Linked DNA regions of Mus musculus: region 1 is linked to region 2. The links are chromatin contacts, called in public Hi-C maps. All regions are on one chromosome and are shown on one strand. Each heading gives the region's core, a stretch centred on a gene start, on an enhancer-like site or on the middle of the called end of the contact. The rest is flanking DNA. Distances are from core to core; before and after follow the strand shown.

Region 1 (4,899 bases), core at 1,382-3,881, 210 kb after region 2:
GCTGAGCGCCCTTAAACCAGAGACAGCCGTGCGCTCTCGCTCGTTCTCTCTCTCTCTCTCTCTCTCTCTCTCTCTCTCTCTCTCTCCTGAAGCCCCAACACCTAATTTAACTTTAAAACCAATTTTGGGGTATGATTGAACTGTACCTCGCCTGTGTGACCAGGGGTCTCTAGACACAGTGAGAACTTGGGCGTGGCCCCTCCCCACCCCCAACCCCCTCCCCTCCACCTCCCACCCCCACCCCCTTGCTTTCGATGTACTCAGAGAACCCCGGTCCTCGAGGAGCTGCATGGACGGTCATCTTTTGTTTGGATTTGACTCTGTGCGACTGGGCAGCTTGTGTCCAGGGAGATGAAATCAGAGGAGACTTAGCGCAAGGCTGCCCTGTATTTGCGGGGAAGGTGAAGAGACCGGTTTGCATTTCTCACTTCTCCCTCAAAGCGTGAAAACAACAGGCCAGGCTGGCCTGGTTGCTGCATTCTGTCTCCAGATTGTTAATGCCTTGCAAAGATTCCCTCCTGTACAGTGCATCCCGTCCCCAGGGTGGGGGAGGACAGCCACCCGGAGGGAGGTGCTGGTGACTCATTTCCCCAGAGATCACTCCTTGTGCTAGCAGGGCCATGATACCACATTGCTTTCATCATGCAAAAAATAAAACCCCCAGACTGGAAGTCTTGGCTCATCAGCCAACCTTCTATTCTATAAGGAAGAGCACGCTGCGAGAGAAAAGTACCCAGACAAGTGACTGTAAACTTTTACCCATAGATAAAGATATTGAGGCATTTTCTAATTAAAAAAAAAAAAAATCGCAGGCTGGAGGGATGGCTCAGTGGTTAAGAGCAGTGGCTACTTTCTCAGAGGTCCTGAGTTCAATTCCCAGCAACCACATGGTGGCTCACAGCCATCTATATTGGGATCCAAAGCCCTCATCTGGTTGTCTAAAGACAGTGACAGTGTACTCACATACATTAAATAAATCAATCTTTATTAGTCAAGGCCTGAGGCTGTAGCTGACTGTAGCTTATCCAGCATGTAGAAGACCCTAGCTTCCATCACCGCTACCCAACGGGGTTGGGGTGGAGGAATCTATTCTGATTCCTCAAAAGGTATGCTGAATAAAGAAATAGTGATTGACAGCCCTGAGGTCTGGGATTTCTGAGGCTCAGAGAACTGGAGGAGACACCTCTGGCTCAGAGCAAAACTGCGCTTAAGAAAAAGAATTGAAGTCCCAGGACACAGGTTCTGAGAATGGGAGGGAGCGGGGATTTCCTTACAGCAGGATTTGTCTGGTGTTGGAGGTCTCAACACTAATAAGGATACTGTTTTCTGACGGGCTCACTCACTTGACCAGAGAGGCCAAGCAGGGGAGGAGGGGGAAGAGGGCGAGGAGGAGGAGGAGGAAGGGGAGGAGGGGGAGGAGGGGGAGGAGGGGAAACTGCCAGGGCTCAGGAAGGGGACAAAAAGGCTATAAATGGATCCAGAAGCGTCAGAACCCAGAGATGGTGCTCTGGAAGTAAGCGGTATACAGCCAAGAGATCAAAGCAAAAGTTGACCCTAAGGTCTAGCTTTGACTACAGATCCACTGTGTCATCTCACCCCATCACCCTCCTGAACCCACTTCTGGTCCATCTGAGGCCTGGGAAAACTAATGGTCTCCGTGACTGTTCTGTGAGACTCAAATCCAAGGGGGGGGGGGGGGGCGGAGACAGCTCTTCACTTGCCTACGACCCCAAACGCCTGTCTAGTGCTCGATTTAACTCACTGGCCCAGCCTAGCTAAAATCAATTCTGTAATCCCAGGACAGAGCGCAGGGGCCTGCGCCACCTCGTGGGCGATATCGGAACTGCATGCATGCCTTGATCCTGGCATTCTCCCAGGGCATACTTCAGGACACAACACATTAGAATAGTGGCCCAGAGCCGGGCGTGGTGGCGCACGCCTTTAATCCCAGCACTCAGGAGGCAGAGGCAGGTGGATTTCTGAGTTCGAGGCCAGCCTGGTCTACAGAGTGAGTTCCAGGATCAGCCAGGACTATACAGAGAAATCCTGTCTAGAAAAACCAAAAAAAAAGTGGCCCAGAACACACAGCACTATCATTCCTCTGGTTCTTATGCTAGGAATAAACCAATGTTATTCCTGAAACGCCTTCCCCTTGCCTCCAGGGAAAAGAAACGGCAGTGGCGGTAATGCCAATAGTACAGCTAGTGACACTTATGTCAATGGACTTCAAATTCTCACTACTTCCCATGTCCTAGGCCAGTTCACTGGCAGCCCAGGGTAGAGTTGGACGTCTTCAGGACTATTACTATTACTACATGGAAGCTTGCGGCTCTGGGTTAAACATTACACACAGGCAGCGATTAGTCTCCAAGCCGTCCTTGCCCTTTACTCTAGTCCTGGATGCCCATTGAGTGGAAGCGACTCATCCACACCTGCCTCCTGCAAGGGTGGCCATGCCAAGGGCTCCTGGCTTTTCTTTTTCAGCCTTCAAGAAGAGAAGGGTTATTCTACGTTGCTAACTTTGCCTACCTACGGGAACAGTGAAAAGAAGGGAATCCTCTCCTAGGCGGAGGATGCTGCCAGCTGGCACCGGAACTCAGGCAGCCACAAGTGCATCTCTGCAACACCCCAGTGTGCTGCAGCGCCACCTGGCGGCCAGAGTGGCACTCAGCGAGGAGAGCCGGCCTAGATCGCCACTCCACCTGGTATCCAGTTCTGCAGTGGGTGGGAGCCTCGGGAAGACTCATTCTGCTGTTTCAGAGGTTTGGGCCCTCAGAGGTGGGGCTGCGTCCTGAGGCCGTGGTAAAGCAGCATGGCATCTCATGGCAAAAGCTGGGGACCTTGGGTCTCCTTAAGAGTACACCCCAGTGATCCAAGCTCTTCCCCCAACCTCTGACCTCTCACGTGCTCATGCATACACGTGCAAACAAATGAACACATACAACGCGTGCGCGTGCGCGCGCGCGCACACATACACACACACACACACACACACACACGCGCGCGCGCGCGCGCGCGAAAGTCGTAGAGTCAGGTGAGGTTCGAATCGGAAGAATGGAAATTGCTGGTGAATTTGGGTGTGTAAATAAGGGAAGAAGAATCAAAGGACGGGTGGGATAGATTGTCCTGAGTGTTTTGAGTAGAACAAGCTGACACCCACTGTTAGCCGAATAAAATTCAAAACCCTTTGCACAGTTTTTAAGTCTTTAAATTTCAAAGCATTTCTATGAGCTAAGTATTATTGTCCCCATTCTACAGGTGAGGAAACTGAGGCACAGAAAGTTTGTATGAAGTCACACAGCTATCAACTGGAGAGATTACAAGAGAGTACTGCTACGTCAGGCTCCCTCTTTTGAAAAAATGCCAAACTACAATTATTTAATTATTTGTTTTATTGACTTATTTATTCATTTAGGTGTGCGGTGGCATGGCTGTATAGGTCAGAGGATAACTTTTCAGAGGTGGTACTCTTCTCCTACCATGGAGGTCCTGGGAGTTCAAACTCAAGCTTTTAGCTTTGGCAGCAAGCACCTTGACCCACTGAACCATCTCACCCACCCGGTTCTCTCTCTTGGTAAAAGAGGGGAGTTATTATCTGAGACAGAACTGTCAGGGAGGATGGGAAATGAATGGGTTTCACTGCCAGGAAAGAGGAGTGACACCTTCCAGTCTGAGTGTGTTCAGAGATGCCTTGTAAATATCCTTGTGGAGAGCGACCCTTTAGTGGGGATGTAGAGGGGATGCCAGGCCTAGAACAATGGCATGGAGGCAAATCTTAGGCATCCTGTCAGTTCTCCGGGAGTTGGGATGAGGTAATGCTTAGGAAATGTTCTCCTCAGAGGACCCCAGGAAGACACTACTCTTGTTCCACAAATGTCTCATGGGTATACAGACTTAAGAGCATTCACACGCCCCTGCCCCACCCCACTCTGGAGACTGCATCAGTCAGGAAGGAAGCCTCCATCACCAGCCACATAATACACTTCTCAACCTTTGATGCAGGACCTCCACAAGTCAAGAACTGAGTCTCCCTGGAGGGTTAAGAATCAAGACATTTGCCGTACGCGTGCAGAGCACAGCCTCTCGGCCGGCTACCCCGCAAGTGTTATTTTTGCAGTTTTATGGTTGTTTTTGCCCCGTGAGGGTCAGAAAGATGAACTCAGAGCCTTGAACCTCTTTTCTCACCTGTGAGGTGTTGCCTCTCTCCGGATATTCTCCAGGTGTGAAGACAAGACTTGCACATCCCGGTTTCCGCTACCCACATGGCTTCTCTAGCACATGGGGACCCTTTCCCTGGGGCTGCGTGGCTTCCGGCTGTCTTTCTGTTTGGGAGAGAACTGAACTGGATCCCCTGGAAGAGCAGTGTTCACTCTTAACTGCTGAGCCATCTCTCTAGCCACTGTGTTTGAAAGAACCCTTGCAAGGGAGTCCTGAAGGTCAGTCCCTTCTCCCTTTCCTCGCACAGTTGCAGACGTCCTATCCTGTACAATCCAAGTGGGGATATGCACCATAAAGGTCATGGGGAAGACCCGTTTTCAGCACTAGCAACAAGCCCCTGGCAGCATTCTGTGTCCCATCTTAATTATTGCACTTCTGTAACTTAGTCTTGCCCACCTCTCCTGCTGCCAGTCTGTCCTAGGGCCTACGTCTCCCTCACTGAGGTCGCCAGATTTCCCCTGATGATGTCCTGGGAGAGTCTGTATTAGAATGTCCCATTCCTGCTAAGACAGCCTCCTAACCTCAGATCTCATAGCATGGGCTGAACCGGACTCCCCACACAGCCAAACTCATGCTGCTATGTCAGAATAGTGTTGGGCTTCTCCTCTGTTCCTGCAGGAAGGACTCTTGCCCCTTCTCAGTGGCTCCCCGTGAATCACGGCGCCCTCTGCAGGAGGAAGG
Region 2 (4,806 bases), core at 121-2,620:
CAGCAAGTTGTCCACTGACTTCTGTATACACTCTCAATATCAATGAGTAAATATAAACATTTAAATAAGTAAAATTAATCCAGAGCATATATTACTTACTAAACCAAAGAAATGAAAGTGCAGTAAAATTCTTAAAATATAGATACCTACATGTTTCTCACCATTAGAGATCTTGATATCACTGTCGGTGACTTTTGTATATAACATTTTATCAAAGGAAAAGGGCAAGTATTTCTTTAGTTCCTTACAGAAAGAACTATAGGACGGGACTGGCAGTGTGGGCTGCTTGGTGGTAGACTGTCTAGCATGTTTGAAGACCTGGGTTCCATCTCCAACACAAGGAGGGGAGAAAATCAGTTATGTTGTGTAACCTGTAATCTCAGCTTGGGGACAGGGGACAGGAAATAGGACACAGATAGCATGAACAGATGGGAAGATCCTGAACTCAAGGCCTGCTAGCACACAAACACACCCAGAAGCCCAAAACAACAAAAGTAACTGCAAGAAGCAGGACCTTGTTGAAATATCTGAACAGAAATTACTGAGAATTATAGCCTTAAGAACTGCATATAGGATAGCAGACTTTTCTAACACCAACACTACACTGAAAAACTATATTCTGGGATCAACAACTGAAAAACACAAAACAAAACCAGATAGTCTGAGGGTTCTTTTAAATTTAGGTATGCCTTAAAATTTTTGTTAACTTTGATGATGGATTAAAAACCCACTGTGAGAAACAATACCGATCTCCTCTAACATAAGAAACAGCCACTCAGGAGGTGTAGTTACTGCCAGATTCCTTGTTCCTAAGGCCATGTTCAGTAGCATGTACCCTGGAATAGGGCTGCTGCATTCCCAGCTATGTGTCCAGCAGCAGCCCTAAATACAGTGCTGAGCAAGTACAGCTGCCAGCTGAGGCATGCGCCCTCCCCCTCTACTTCTCCTACTTCTCCCCCCCAACCCACGGGCACCTAAAGAACTGCAAACATGCCACATGAACACAGTTCTGTATGACAATAGAACAAATGAACAGGCCAGAAAGGGATCCTTTGAATTGGCAAGTATCTATTAAATATTTCCTTTTATTTACATGCTAAAACCTCCCATCCAAACCAAACAACCAGCCCAACAACAACAAAACAAGCCAAAGACAATGAAGGCCTTGCAGCGTGGGTTGGACAGAACAAGGTATTACAGAGAAGGGAGTGGATGGACAGCAACCCTGCAGGGCAAAGACCACAAAAGGGCAATCCTTCCAACAGAGTCCTCAGTGAAAATGTGATAGTTCCGCTGTAATTGAAAGGGAGACTTGGAAAGAGCTGTCTCTTTAAGGCTGAGAGAACTGTATCTCCATACATCAAAACAACTGACTTGCTGTCTACCACACAGCTGGAGAGCTACCAAAGCTTCTGTGCTCTGCTTCCCTAAGCGTGTGACAACTCACTCACTTTCAGTGCTAGAAATATGCCTTCCTCAGAACATATTCTAATTTGGTTACACTACTGCATTTTTCTGTGGCATGAATTAAGTAGAAACGAGGTTTAGAAAATACACATGAAAAAGTATTTACCATGTTTCACAAAATTAAATTATTTTTGAGCAATGTTCTAGTTCTCTCTCCACAGCGAAGTGGAATTTCCATGCCAAATCCCTCAACAAACCCCTTAAGATTGCTCTCCAGTGACAAGGACAAATGAATGCTGCTAATGGTTTTCAGATTTAAAGCAACAACTTTCATATAAAACCAATTTTTCCTTGACACTTGCCAAACTATTCCTCTCTACACAAACTGCACCCTTGTTTTGAGATTTCTTGACTATATTGTCCAACTGACCACTTTTCCACTTTTTTTGCCTTGAATGCAAACCAACAGAAGAGGCCATTTTTAAGGGAGGAGGAGTAGGGTGCCAGGAAAGTAATTTCTACTTCCTGAAATGTAGTACACGTTGATTTACTTTTGGCAATATGGAAGAATCTCATTACTATATAAATCCCTAACACTCCTTTAGAAAAATCTTTACAATGAATGATCAGTTTTGATTACTAACTTTTAATGTTTTTTAGTCTTAAAAATGCATTATTAGCACGTGTGTGCCTGGTGTGTCATGTGTTCCTGTAGAAGTGAGGGCACGGTTCTCTTTCCACCTTGATATGGGTTCAGGACTGTGTGGCAGGACTAAGCTTGCTGACCACCGACAGCCTCAACACCACCCTGAAACACTAGAGGATTAGAACACCTCTGTTAGGAAGCAGCTGTTCACCGATTACCCTGTCTCTATGCACTAAAGATCCTTTTGGTTGATGACATCTTTTCTCTAAGAACTTCTACAGACAAAAGGGAGAACGGAAGCATTGAAAACTGAGTATGAAAAGAACAGTGAAGTGAGTATTTGCTTCCAGACATCTTCAGTCGATTCTGCCCCATCAAATGTACAGAATCTTAAGAGTCATTTTGGAAGCTGTTCTAAGTATATTTTCCCATGAGTAGGATTCTAAAACCAAGGAATGTTAAATCAAGACCTAATTAATTTAAAATGAAATTAAATATGAAACACCAGCATAGAATATAAATCAGCAGCAAATCTTCTTTCTTCAACACACGTCATTACTACAGACCTCAAATGAGGAAAACGAACCATTTGTCTACAATGTAAAATAAGTCATATGAGGTTTACGTCAATATTTTCTTAAAAGAACCAAGTCTAAGGGCTGGAGAGGTGGCTCAGGGGTTAAGAACGCTGGCTGTGAAATCCTGAGGGTAGGAATTTGGATGCCAGCATCTGTGACAAGCTGGGCATCTGGAAAGTGAGCTCCAAGGGATCTGACAACCTGTCATGCACAACGTGCATCTAGGAGAGCGTCCACACACGCACACGCACACACAACTAAACTTAAAAACAAAACAAAACAAAAGTATGTATGCCTTGACAAATTAAACTGAACAAAGTTGCCCTATAAGAGAAGAACATTTCTCAAGCTGGAAAGTAAACTTAAGTCATAACTTGTCATGTGACAAGTTTCAAGTGTTTATGTCAACTGGTCCGTATCTTCTCACTCTTGAATGGGTGTTCTTCACAGAACAAAGTAATGGGTAGCAGCTTAGAAATGGTGTACAGATGACATTCGTGGGAACTAAAATAGAAGATGAGACTGGGATCGCTCTGCAGGAAGGGGAAGCATTCACGTAAGCACATGTTCAACTAGGAGCCAACGTAAGTATCTCAGGTTGACAATTTAGTTTCTAAAATTAAGTAGATAGACATACAGGCCCAACCTAGAGCGAAGTTATTAAATGATATATGGCAAATCCTAAGATCACTCTACTGTACTCAAGAGTATAGTGCAAAATAATTAGACAGGTATCTTTATATGACTACATATTTGGGGTGGGGGAGGTCAATGAAACAAAGCCCAGAGGCTTAGGAATTTCCAAGAGCAAAAATAACTAGCGTCTTAATTGCAAAATAAGATGAAGTCTGAGAAGTATACAGAAGAAAACCTACAGGATGCTGTCATGTGGTTGAGGAGGGATAGCGGCATGCTGAGCAAGAGAGCAACAACAGGACCTTCTCCTCAGGTAAAGTCAAAAGCATGCGACAGAAAAGTAAGACTTCAAGACACAAGCACATATAAGAAGAAAGGAAACCCGGGGTCATGTGAGAGCATACAGGAAAGAAAATGGTTCTGGTATTTTCTACAAATCAACACCTTCATGTCAGAGTTTTGCCTTGTCTGCTTTAACTCAAAGGAATGGCAGTGTTTCAGGCCCCAAGACAGGGAGACAAGGGGCCGTCTCCAACAGAAAACCTTTCCACATTCTGCTCAGCAACTTCCCTTCTTTCCTTTGTATACACAGAGGTTCATGAATATACACAACTTTATGCACACACAAACATATATGCTCACATACACAGCTTCAACTTCTGCACCATGTTTCCACTAAGAAACCATACAGAGCAAAGATCCCTGACCTGGAAAGCACAGCACAGGGATTAATTTGTCATTCTTCTCACTCCTAAATACAATTTCCCTACAAGATAACTAATTAAGGCATCTAATACAGAAAAGCAATTCAGTGAGAAGGCAATCACAGAATCAGAAAGTTTCTGAGTTAGTGAGTTTAGCAGGTATAACTGGGAGCATGCTAGAGAATACCATTAGACTGTGGATATCATAAATGAGTTCTTAGGACTGTAAGTCAGTTTCCACTCTAGGGCCCTTAGCTCTCAATTTTGAAGTAGGTGGACTAAAGGCATCACCAAAAGAAATGAGACTGAAATCTAAACATAAAGGATTAAGCATAGAAGAGCCTTCTTAGAACCAACAATCACCAATTCTCAGTCTAATGATCCCATGTAACAAAGGGTTATTAATGCTCCTACGGATCATCAAGACAAGGTTTTAAAAGCTCCTTTGTTCTTTCTTTCCCTCAAATTACATTCCTAAATATGGGTGGAGCTAAGCTATGATTGAAAAAAACCAAAAACCAAAAAACCCAATGCAGTAATCATTAACTACACGGTGCTTTGGGTTACTTATGCCTTCAATAGGGTGTGGGGCTCATGGAACCATGTCACCAGACAGAAAAGACTGATAAGGTTGAGCTGATTAAGGAACCCCAGCAATTCTCATAATTGAGAATGGTGGGCATTTGAATCTGTTCCAGACCTGTCTCCTGTCCTGGAGCATGTAACCACGACACCCCTTTAACATGACAACTGGCCATGTAGCACAGAGCCTAGAGTGCTCTATGCTAATAAGGTATAAAGATGGGTATCCAGAGTTTAGCCAATAAATTTACCT

The links. A called contact is a pair of places that touch in the nucleus more often than the background predicts.
Region 1: a contact with region 2 is called in a Hi-C map of cerebral cortex, with 2.8 times the contacts expected there. The contact joins two enhancer-like sites. A contact is called at or near these places in 2 of 15 datasets of contacts at CTCF or cohesin (large pre-B cells and pro-B cells), 22 of 484 Hi-C or Micro-C datasets (B cells, CD4 T cells, the G1E-ER4 cell line and 14 more), 12 of 115 datasets of contacts at active chromatin or transcription factors (the HPC-7 cell line, astrocytes, bone marrow-derived macrophages and 8 more) and 1 of 9 other capture datasets (embryonic stem cells).

What each region holds. Positions count from the first base shown.
Region 1 is chr1:157,074,625-157,079,523 of GRCm38.p6, forward strand. All of the region lies in intron 1 of Gm30568 (a long non-coding RNA gene), which reads right to left. Among named protein-coding and RNA genes, the nearest start is that of Gm30568, 4.6 kb to the right of the region's middle. Within about 2 kb of position 2,632, at least 42 of the 459 cell types and tissues checked have an H3K27ac peak or open chromatin away from gene starts, as enhancers often do. A contact at or near this core is called in cerebral cortex, where this site is marked.
Region 2 is chr1:156,863,046-156,867,851 of GRCm38.p6, forward strand. The region is part of intron 8 of Ralgps2 (Ral GEF with PH domain and SH3 binding motif 2); the gene reads right to left. Among named protein-coding and RNA genes, the nearest start is that of Angptl1, 26 kb to the left of the region's middle. Within about 2 kb of position 1,371, at least 34 of the 459 cell types and tissues checked have an H3K27ac peak or open chromatin away from gene starts, as enhancers often do. A contact at or near this core is called in cerebral cortex, where this site is marked.